Regions from separate parts of the Triticum aestivum genome. Here region 1 is linked to region 2. The links are chromatin contacts, called in public Hi-C maps. All regions are on one chromosome and are shown on one strand. The core of a region is the stretch at or near the end of the contact, and the rest is flanking DNA. Distances in the headings are between cores, read along the strand shown. Region 1 has its middle 42 kb from the start of LOC123097931. Region 2 holds the start of LOC123097930 (AT-hook motif nuclear-localized protein 29).

What was found. Hi-C and Micro-C count contacts between places; a contact is called where the count stands out from the background.
Region 1: a contact with region 2 is called in a Hi-C map of leaf, with 4 times the contacts expected there. The contact joins the enhancer-like site here to the promoter of LOC123097930 in region 2. A contact is called at or near these places in 3 of 5 Hi-C or Micro-C datasets (all in leaf).

The regions. Positions count from the first base shown.
Region 1 is chr4D:362,416,676-362,421,058 of IWGSC CS RefSeq v2.1, forward strand. No RefSeq gene overlaps it. Among protein-coding and RNA genes, the nearest start is that of LOC123097931, 42 kb to the right of the region's middle. Within about 2 kb of position 2,821, at least 1 of the 8 cell types and tissues checked has an H3K27ac peak or open chromatin away from gene starts, as enhancers often do. A contact at or near this core is called in leaf, where this site is marked.
Region 2 is chr4D:362,143,644-362,148,140 of IWGSC CS RefSeq v2.1, forward strand. LOC123097930 (AT-hook motif nuclear-localized protein 29) reads right to left here and starts at 2,772. Exons shown (of 1, transcript XM_044519777.1): 1 at 1,365-2,772. The coding sequence starts at 2,396. The coding sequence ends at 1,626.

The sequences.
Region 1 (4,383 bases), core at 1,571-4,070, 270 kb after region 2:
CACCATCTGTGTAACGATCCGAAGTCACTGTGCTCGCAACCAAATCTCGCACAACTAGCCTAATGACGCCACTGCCTGCAGGACCGAGCCCCCAGCACGCCGCCGCCGGCCGGGCTCCATCGCCACCACACCGCAATCTCCACCGCCGATAGCACCCTAAAAGAGGCCCCCGGCCCAGCCCTAGCCACTCACAGTCTGCGCCGCCGCTGTAACCAGCCACACCCACCGACGGGCCTCCACCACCCCACGAACCTGGCACGCCGTGGATGACCCGCGCAGTCGCACACCACGCTGGAACCTAGCAGCGCCATGCTTTGTCACAAAGACACCAACCCGCTCTAGATCTTCCACGCGACGGGATCAGGAAGCCACGACGCTGTCGGCGCCGACTAGGCTGCGCCCTTTGGCGGCGGTGAGGGAGAAGGGGAGAGGTGGAGGGTGGAGACCCGGTGGCAGCTAGGGTTCCCTCTTTTTTTCTCGATCTGTTCGGCGATATCACATTAGTTGAACCCGGTTAATATTTGATGTATAAAAACAAATTTCCCTTTACTTTCTAAATAAATATTGTGATATATGCCAAGAGATACTATAGGTTGCTACTAATTAGCGTCTTAGAGCATCTACAGTCGGACTTGACAAATCCGGTCCCTCAAATGCCCGTCGACGCGTCGGGGCGCATCCGTGAACATTGACCGGTCATGCCTTAAATTTATCTTCTCACAATCGGGCACTTCAATTAGCACACCTCAAATCCATACAAACGCATGCAACTACGTACTACATAAGGACATGCCATCAGACTACCAAAAAATGGCATGTTTAACCTACATACTAGCAATGGAGAAGATCATCCACGACTGCCATTGCCCTTCCCGGCGCCCTTGTCGTCGTTCTCGCGGAAGTATCGGTCAAAGATGCAGTATGGATCGAACCGGCACTGCTCATCGACAGAGCTGTCCGACCCATCGTTGTCTTCCTTCTCCTCCTTGGGGGGCAGTCCAGCAATGGACGGACCGCACGATTCTGCTCTCGGGCGAGGGCGCGTGTGTTCCTCCGTTCCGCTTCTTTACAATGCGGGCGCTGATGGCTTCCTCCTCGACGGTAGCGCGTGCCGCCGCATCAGTCGCCTCCACCGCTGCCATGTCGGCAGCGAGTCGGGCCTCGGTGGCCCTCATCCTCTCCTTTCCACGGCGGGCACACCTGTCTCGGTAGGACTCATACTGCGGCGGAACGGTGATGGGGAAAGGGAGATTGGAAGACTCCTGGGAGGACCGCGATGATCCGGCCCCGAAGGATCTGAGCGCCCGATGCACCCACACAATGGACTCGCGCCTTACAGATCCGGCCGTCGGTCGGGCGCTGTCCTCCCGGGAGCGGCAGAGTGCAATGCAGGCGGCCATTGCCTCTTCCATACCGCAGTAGACGACACCCCAGTCGACGGATCTGTACTGATCACCGTCGGATCCACTGCTCGCCATGCCGGAGATCGAAGTACGGGAGCTTGGGTGGCGGTGGGGAGTGAAGGGAGTGAAGTGAAGTGGCTAGGATTTTGTCCAACGAGAAGTTGGGGAGGAATACAAGTGGGGTCAGGTGGGCCAGCATGGGCCGGGTCTGACGTAACGGACGCGTCCAGGTGCCCCATATCCGCCCCAGATTTGGGCTGAATATAAGGGTGTCGGTCAGCCCGAACTTTTGAACCCCGTTTGAGGCGCATGTCTGTGTTGCTTTTTTGTGACCGGTCAGTGACCTGCCGGCCATCCGGACGTTTGAAGCGGGTTTGGAGTGCCCGGGTGTAGATGCTCTAATGAGGTTGATGCAACGCGTGCGCGGGGCATAAGAATTAGTGATCGTAGACTTGGTTCTTAACCATGGTGTCTGCTACTACATCCCTTGACTAACTACCCACGTGAATTGGAGCCGTGAGCGCCGGAGGGGGGAGCTCAAACATTCCCGAAAAAACGCACCGACATCCCCGCTGTCGCCGGGTTTGTCAAACCTGCATGCAAATCTACTACGCCGAAAGAGCGGTCTCTGGTTGCTTCCCTTGCAAATGAAGTAAACCTTTTCGGCCAGACCACGAGGCAGTTTGACGAACGCATTGCCGACGGAGCAATACAAAGAACCTTACGCGTGTGTGTTGCTCAGAGTCGGAGGCGCCCCGCCGCAAAGCACAGATAAATAGCTTTGAGCTGCCGGTTCGCCACGGCCCCCGGCCCGCCGTGCCTTAAGTTGTCTGCCGCCGTATGAATGTGTGTTGTGCAGCGCGAGACGTAGTATAAGATTGCACCTCAAGTTACCCTACCGGCCCCAACGTGAACGCGACCACTGCAACCGGCCGGCAGACGCCCGCCCAACCTACTGCTCTATCCATCAAACCATGCAAGGAACTCAAGTCAGATCATCCAACCGCGCGTACGTAAAGATGAAATCAAGACCCAGTCTCTGTCTGTCTGCCTGCCTGTCCACATGCATTCGAGGCTGCACCGTATGGACCATTTCATCTCATGCATTAAACAAAATTTGACAAGATTTTCACACGGACGTGGAGTCTTTGACTTGGAGCGGCCATGCAGCGTGGTATCTGACCTCGCCCGATGAACGACAAACAGGCAGCCGCAATGGAAACTGGCACTCCTGTTGCAATCCTAGCTTCAGATACGTCTGATATCTGTAGCCGACGGCGCGGTTCAGAGACAAATATCCGGAGAAGCAAGAGCGGAGCACGGTCCGATCACGTCTCGGTTCTGAAGCGGGCGTTGAATTTGGAGCGTCTACCACAGCCCGACCGTGTATAAATAATGCATTATCACATGTACGTATATGCCTGGATATATACAGATTACTGGCGGCGCCGAAGAGCTTGTGGGCAGGATTGGTTCTGCCTTGGTATCCTTGGTTGACATCCTTTTAGAAACAGATATCAGCAGAGGGCAGATCAGCCATGTCAGCACCGCCAACGACAGGGAACTCGTGGGATAATGCGCTGAGCGAACGTGAGCCACGCAATGGAACGGAAATGGATCGATCGAAGTTGGTGTCTTTGACCTTCTTCTCCGCTGCTCCCCACTTGCAGTTGGATGGCTCCATCTCTATCTCCATGAAAGTGAAGGGGATTGAAACGTTGAGGTGCGTTGTCGGGTTGTTCCTTCCTGCATCGCACCTGTCCATTGTTCTAGTCTGTGCGCTTTGAGCTCTTCCGTTTTCGTTTCGATTTCTCTCTATCAGGAACAACCACAAGTGGCTACTGGCTGTGGTCATATATCAAGCCACGGTAACACACGGTCAAAAGCTGGGACGGTTTTGCACACTGTCAAGAAAAGTTTTGAGCCGGATGGTTTGCTTTGCTAGAAAAAATGAAGGGGCCATCCGCGGCCTCTGCAAGGTCCTTGTCAAACTGCTCCCTGAACAGACCGGCCATTCTTTTTTTCAGGCAAGACAGTAGGTCATCCTACTGCCTATTTTCTTCTTCATAAAGTGCTGTATATATAAAAGGCTAAAGGAAAAGACTAATGCAAGGTCATAAGCCCACGCACAACAAGGTAAATGAAAGTTTCTATCTATGATTCCAATGCAAGTCCCCATAAGTTTTCCTTTTGCTCTGTGCACAAGGAGACACATTTCTTCTTTGAATTTTTTCCTGAGCTTGTATATGTTTTTGCTGGTTTCCTTTGAAGATCTGATCGTTTCTGGTGCTCCAAATTGCCCAGGTGGCTAGTAGCATGACATTTTCCATATAGAAAGGAAGATACTCCCTCCGTTCTGCATATAAGATTTGGTCAAAGTCAAACTTTGTCAACTTTGACTAAATTTATAGATAAAACTATCAAGATTCACAATATGAAAACAATATTGTTAGATGCATCATGAAATTAATTTTTATACCATATAGCTTTAGTATTTTAGATGTTGATATTTTTCCAACAAAGTTGGTCAAACTTGACCAAATCTTATATGCAGACTAAAAAGAAACGGAGGGAGTACAAACATCATTTCAGGTCAGAAACTACGTCTTTGAATATTCATAGTTTCAAACTCTTAGGGCATTTCTAACCAATCCCTTATAACCGGTTAGAGGAGCAAAATACCGGCACCTAGCCAACCCCTTATCCGTCGTAAGGGAGTAAAACATTTACACCGTCCCCAAACTTCTCCCTAAATTTACTCCACCGCTCGGCGGCTGAGTAAAAGTCGCACCACTGCCTCGTGTCGCCCCCCACCCCTGCACTTTCGCCGGCGCTACTCCCGGCGACCCCCTGCCGGCCCCACCGCTACCTCGTTGCCTCCTCCGCCCTCCACCGCCCTTCTGCCCGGCGTCGAGCCCGTTCGGCCCCCTTCGCTATCGCCGGAATCAGGTGAACCGCCGCAGTAGTCGCCATTGTTGTT
Region 2 (4,497 bases), core at 1,522-4,021:
AAGTTTTTGTGAGAGTGTCGCTAAGAACTAGCGCCCCGGAGCCGCAGTTGCCGCCGTTGAACCCTTGAATCGATCTGAAGAACCCGACACCAAATCTCGCGACCGTGTACAGTAACAAGTTTTTGATAAAACTATGGCCCTAGACCTTCTAAAATACTTTGAACGAAATTAAGTAAACCGAGACACTGAATTGAGGAGTCAAAACGAGAGTAACCAGAAGCCTGCATATAAGTAAGCCGAGACACTGAATTGAGGAATCAAAACGAGAGTAACCAGAAGCTTGCATATCCCAAACCAAGCGTGCAACCATAGAAGCATGCATGGCCGTACATAGCTTAAGAAGCTTGGATCATTGTTTCTTCTTACGAAACTGGAGTAGTTAAATGCATTATAAGAGCATCTCCAGCTGCGCCCCCAACAAGGCCTCCTAGGTGATTTTTTGGCCGTCGGCGCCAAAAAATCGGCCTAGTCACGTCCTCAAGGGCCCTTTTATCGCCGGCTCGGGCCGAAATTGGCACCGGCGGACCCAACCCGAACCTGGCGCGCTGGGGGGCGCTCGGGGGCACCGGGCGAATCGTTTTTGGCGCGAAAGCGCCGCGGGCCAGCTGCGTCAACGACACCGCCCGCCTCGTCTTCTCCCGACGCCTCGGTTTCCCGCGGGGAATCAATGGCAAGGCTGCCGCCGTTCACGGGGCGGCGCGCCGACGCCTCCCCTCCATCGGACGCGTACACACGGACGCGGCGCGGCTATATATGGCCTCGCTCGCCTGTGATGAGTGCCACCTCTCCACCTCTCCCGAGCGCCGCCGCCGAGCTCTTCTCCCCCAGCCCTCCCTCTCCCGAGCGCCGCCGCCGATCTCTTCTCCCCCAGCCCTCCCTCTCCCGAGCACCGCCGCCGATCTCTTCTCCCCCAGCCACTCCCTCTCCCGAGCGCCGCCGCCGATCTCTTCTCCCCCAGCCACTCCATCTCCCGAGCGCCGCCGCCGATCTGTTCTCCCCCAGCCACTTCATCTCCCGAGCGCCGCCGCCGATCTCTTCTCCCCAGCCACTCCATCTTCCCGATTAGTTTTTTTATTAGTTTTTATATGTAATTGCGACTACTCGACTTAAATCCGCGAATATAAGCCCAAGTTTGCCGAAATTTGGCGTGTTTTAGCCGAACTTTGCGTAAATTTGGTACACAATTTTTTTTCCCGCGTCTGGGGCCGGCCCTGGGGGCGGCGGCTGGGGGCCAACTCGCCCAGGCCCATTTTTTTCGCCGGGTCACCCCAGACGGTGATTTTAGGCGCCCCCTGGGGGGCCAACGGCTGAAGATGCTCTAAGAATCGATCATTGGAAATTAGGAGGCGAAAACCAATTGATCATTGGAAATTAAGAAGCTAATTGACGAGCAACCATTGTTCGTTGGGTTCTTGATACCTGTAGGAATTTTACATTCCCAAGCTTCAAAGACGGAAGAGGAATGAAAACAAAAAAGGGAAAAAATATACCATACAAGTACCCATGCATGACATAGCACATTAATTAACAAGATAATGGAAGCTAGGCAAACGACTAGGGAAGAAGCAGAAAGCTAAACTAGCTAGGTAGAGGAACCGCGCGCGCGAGGATTCGCCGGTGCAGCGCTAGAATGACGTCGGCGGAGGCCGCGCCACGGCCGCCTGCCCCCACTGCCCGAACATGTCGCTGGGCGGCGTCTGCGGCACGGCGTACATCGGCGGGGGCACGGCGGCGCCCCCGCTGCCCTGCTGCTCCAGCTGCGTGGCGGCGCCCTCCGACCCGGACAGCACAGCGCCCTCCTCGGCGTCTTGATCCAGCGGCAGCCTCTCGTACGTGGCGTTGCCGAACGTGGCCGCGATCACCATGACGGGGCCCGACGCGAGCAGCTCCCCCATCACGCTGCCTCCGACCACCTGCCCCTGCCCGCCCGCGAGGTAGACGGCGAGCCCCGTCGCCCCGGGCGGCGCCGGCGCCGGGAGGAAGGCGCCGGACAGGGAGAGTATTTCGAACCGCCCCCGCAGGGCGACGGCGGCCGCCCCGGTCCCCGCGGGCTGGCGCAGCGTGACGTTGGTGACGGCGCCGCTCCCGCTGAGGACGGAGACGCCGCGCTGCCTGCGGCGGGAGAAGGCCGCGATGGCCTCGACGATGTCGGCCCCGCTGGCGATCTCCAGCACGTGGGAGCGCATCGCGTTGGGGCTCTCCCGCGTCACCACCACGGGCGGCTTGGGCTTGTTCTTGGACCCCGGGGGCCTGCCGCGCGGCCGGCGGCCCGACCCCGAGGACCCCCCGCCGGCCGAGGGCGGCGGCGACGCGTCGTCCTCGTCGTTGTTGCTGCCGGCAGGGACGTGGGCGTAGGCGTGGTTGCCCTGGAGCGGGTGGCCGTCCATGCTCCCCATCTCCTCGGCTTGGGCTTCGGCCGCCGCGCCGGCCGGCCACCAGTCTGCCAGCCCTACAATTTTCGCGGTCGTCGTCGAAGAACGAAGATGGCACAGCCTTAGGCTAGCGCCTCCAATGCAAGCAGCGGCGGCGGCGGCGGCAGTGAGTCTCTGGTTGCTAGCTAGTGGTTGTGTGGTATGGGACGGAACTATGGGCGTTGGCGTTGCTCTCACCGGCTAGGAGGAGTATTTATTTACGGCTCCTTCTAGAATTCGCTTCGCTTCTCTGCTCTCGTCGGCGCGGGCGCGGGGTAGCAGTCGTAGTCGCACTGGCACAATCAAAACCACTCTGCTACGATCAAACGGGAGGCTCATCTCTTGGCTCCCGACTGGGTACCGAGGCAGTATATATGCACGGGCAGATGTAACGGCACTGGTAGTACGTCGCGGTTAGTTAGTGAGCGCGTGGCCCAGTGGGCAGTGGCCACATGCGTACACACGTTAAGCAGTGTTTAGGAGAGGGAGGCATGGCCTTCTGATCGGGTCAGGTGGGCTTTGAAAAAATGTCGTGCAAATGGACGAAAACGGAACAGCTGCGCGCCGAGAGGCCTTTGGAAGCACGGAGCTGTTTAACCACGTGCTCCTTTTGAATGCCATGGACGAAGACCACGGAGTCCATAATGTCGTGCAAATAGTCGATTCCCGCTTTTTAGTTTGGAGGATGTGTTCAACACATATGACTTTACATGCATGTGCTCAATTTGAAAATCACACTTCTCTTGTGAAAATACCAAACGTCATATATTAGAATCGACTAGTCCTTATAAGACCGGTAATTCAAGTATGAGCACGGGCTCATCTACACCCGATGAACAATAATTTCATATAAAATAGTAACAAAATTCAAAAAATTCAGAATTTTTTAGGTATCGACTGTGATCGAGTGTGCAAGGAGGGTGCAAATTTTCGTGATGTTTGGGCATTCGAGGATCTATAGGCAAGAAAGACAAAATTGAGCCCAAACAATGTACTTATTCAAAGTTTCTTTCACAACCAATTTTTGTCTTTTTTGCCACGACCGCATCGAATGTTCAAACGTCACAAAATTTTGCATGCACATCACACGTTCAAGCATGTTGGATGCCAACAAATTTCAGTTTTTTTTGGATTTTATTGCTATTTTAAACAATTACTGTTCACGCCCATGTGCATATGCATATGGGCACTGAATCGCTTCCTTATCAGACCGTCATTACAGAAACTAAAAATTACATGCCAATCCTCGAAGAAATCAACGCCGTCTTCCTCCTGCACTAACAGGCAGCACGCGGCCACCTTCACGTCTGGACATCCGAAATACAATCGAATGTCCGAATGTCGCCAGACGGAGAAGGAGCCACATGATCAATACAAGAAATGACACCGTCCACTCCACCAGAAGACACCCTCAAAGGCCACCTACATAATATGGCTCAACCAGATCCACCACTCTTGAAGAACAACAACCAGAAAATTCCCCTCCCACCCTCTACGACACCGATGAGACCGCGTCGGCTAGATGCACCAGGAGTCGGGAACCTTATCCTTGAACCGCATGATGCCACCATCACCACCACAACATTGGTGTTGGGGAACGAAATTCCAATCCTAAGAAATCCAACTATAGTGCCGCAGCGCAAATCCGAGGCCCCACTCTCTCCTGTTGACATAGCAAAATGCGGAGGAGGAGGGGATCCATGACCTCGTTGGCAGGAGCGGTGGCGTTGTGGTGCATAGGGTTTCAAGAGTGGGAGACGGCTTAACAACACCTCTGGCTAGGTTACCGAAGTCAGGTTACAAATCACATCTGACAATATTTTGAACCCAAAATATATAGGCGCTCAATTTATTTCGCATTGTGTACATATACCAAATTGCACACTTTCTTTCTAACTTTTAAATTCGACTATAACTTTTTGAATATAACCAGGTGAAAAATGGACCGGGATCCATCTATCCGACCTTGAAATGTTTAACTCGGTAAGGGGTTGCGTCAGGGTGACCCTCTTTCCCCTTTGCTCATTGTCATTGCCATTGACCACTTGCAGCAACTGCTTGCCAAAGCTGTTGGGTTCTACGCTAG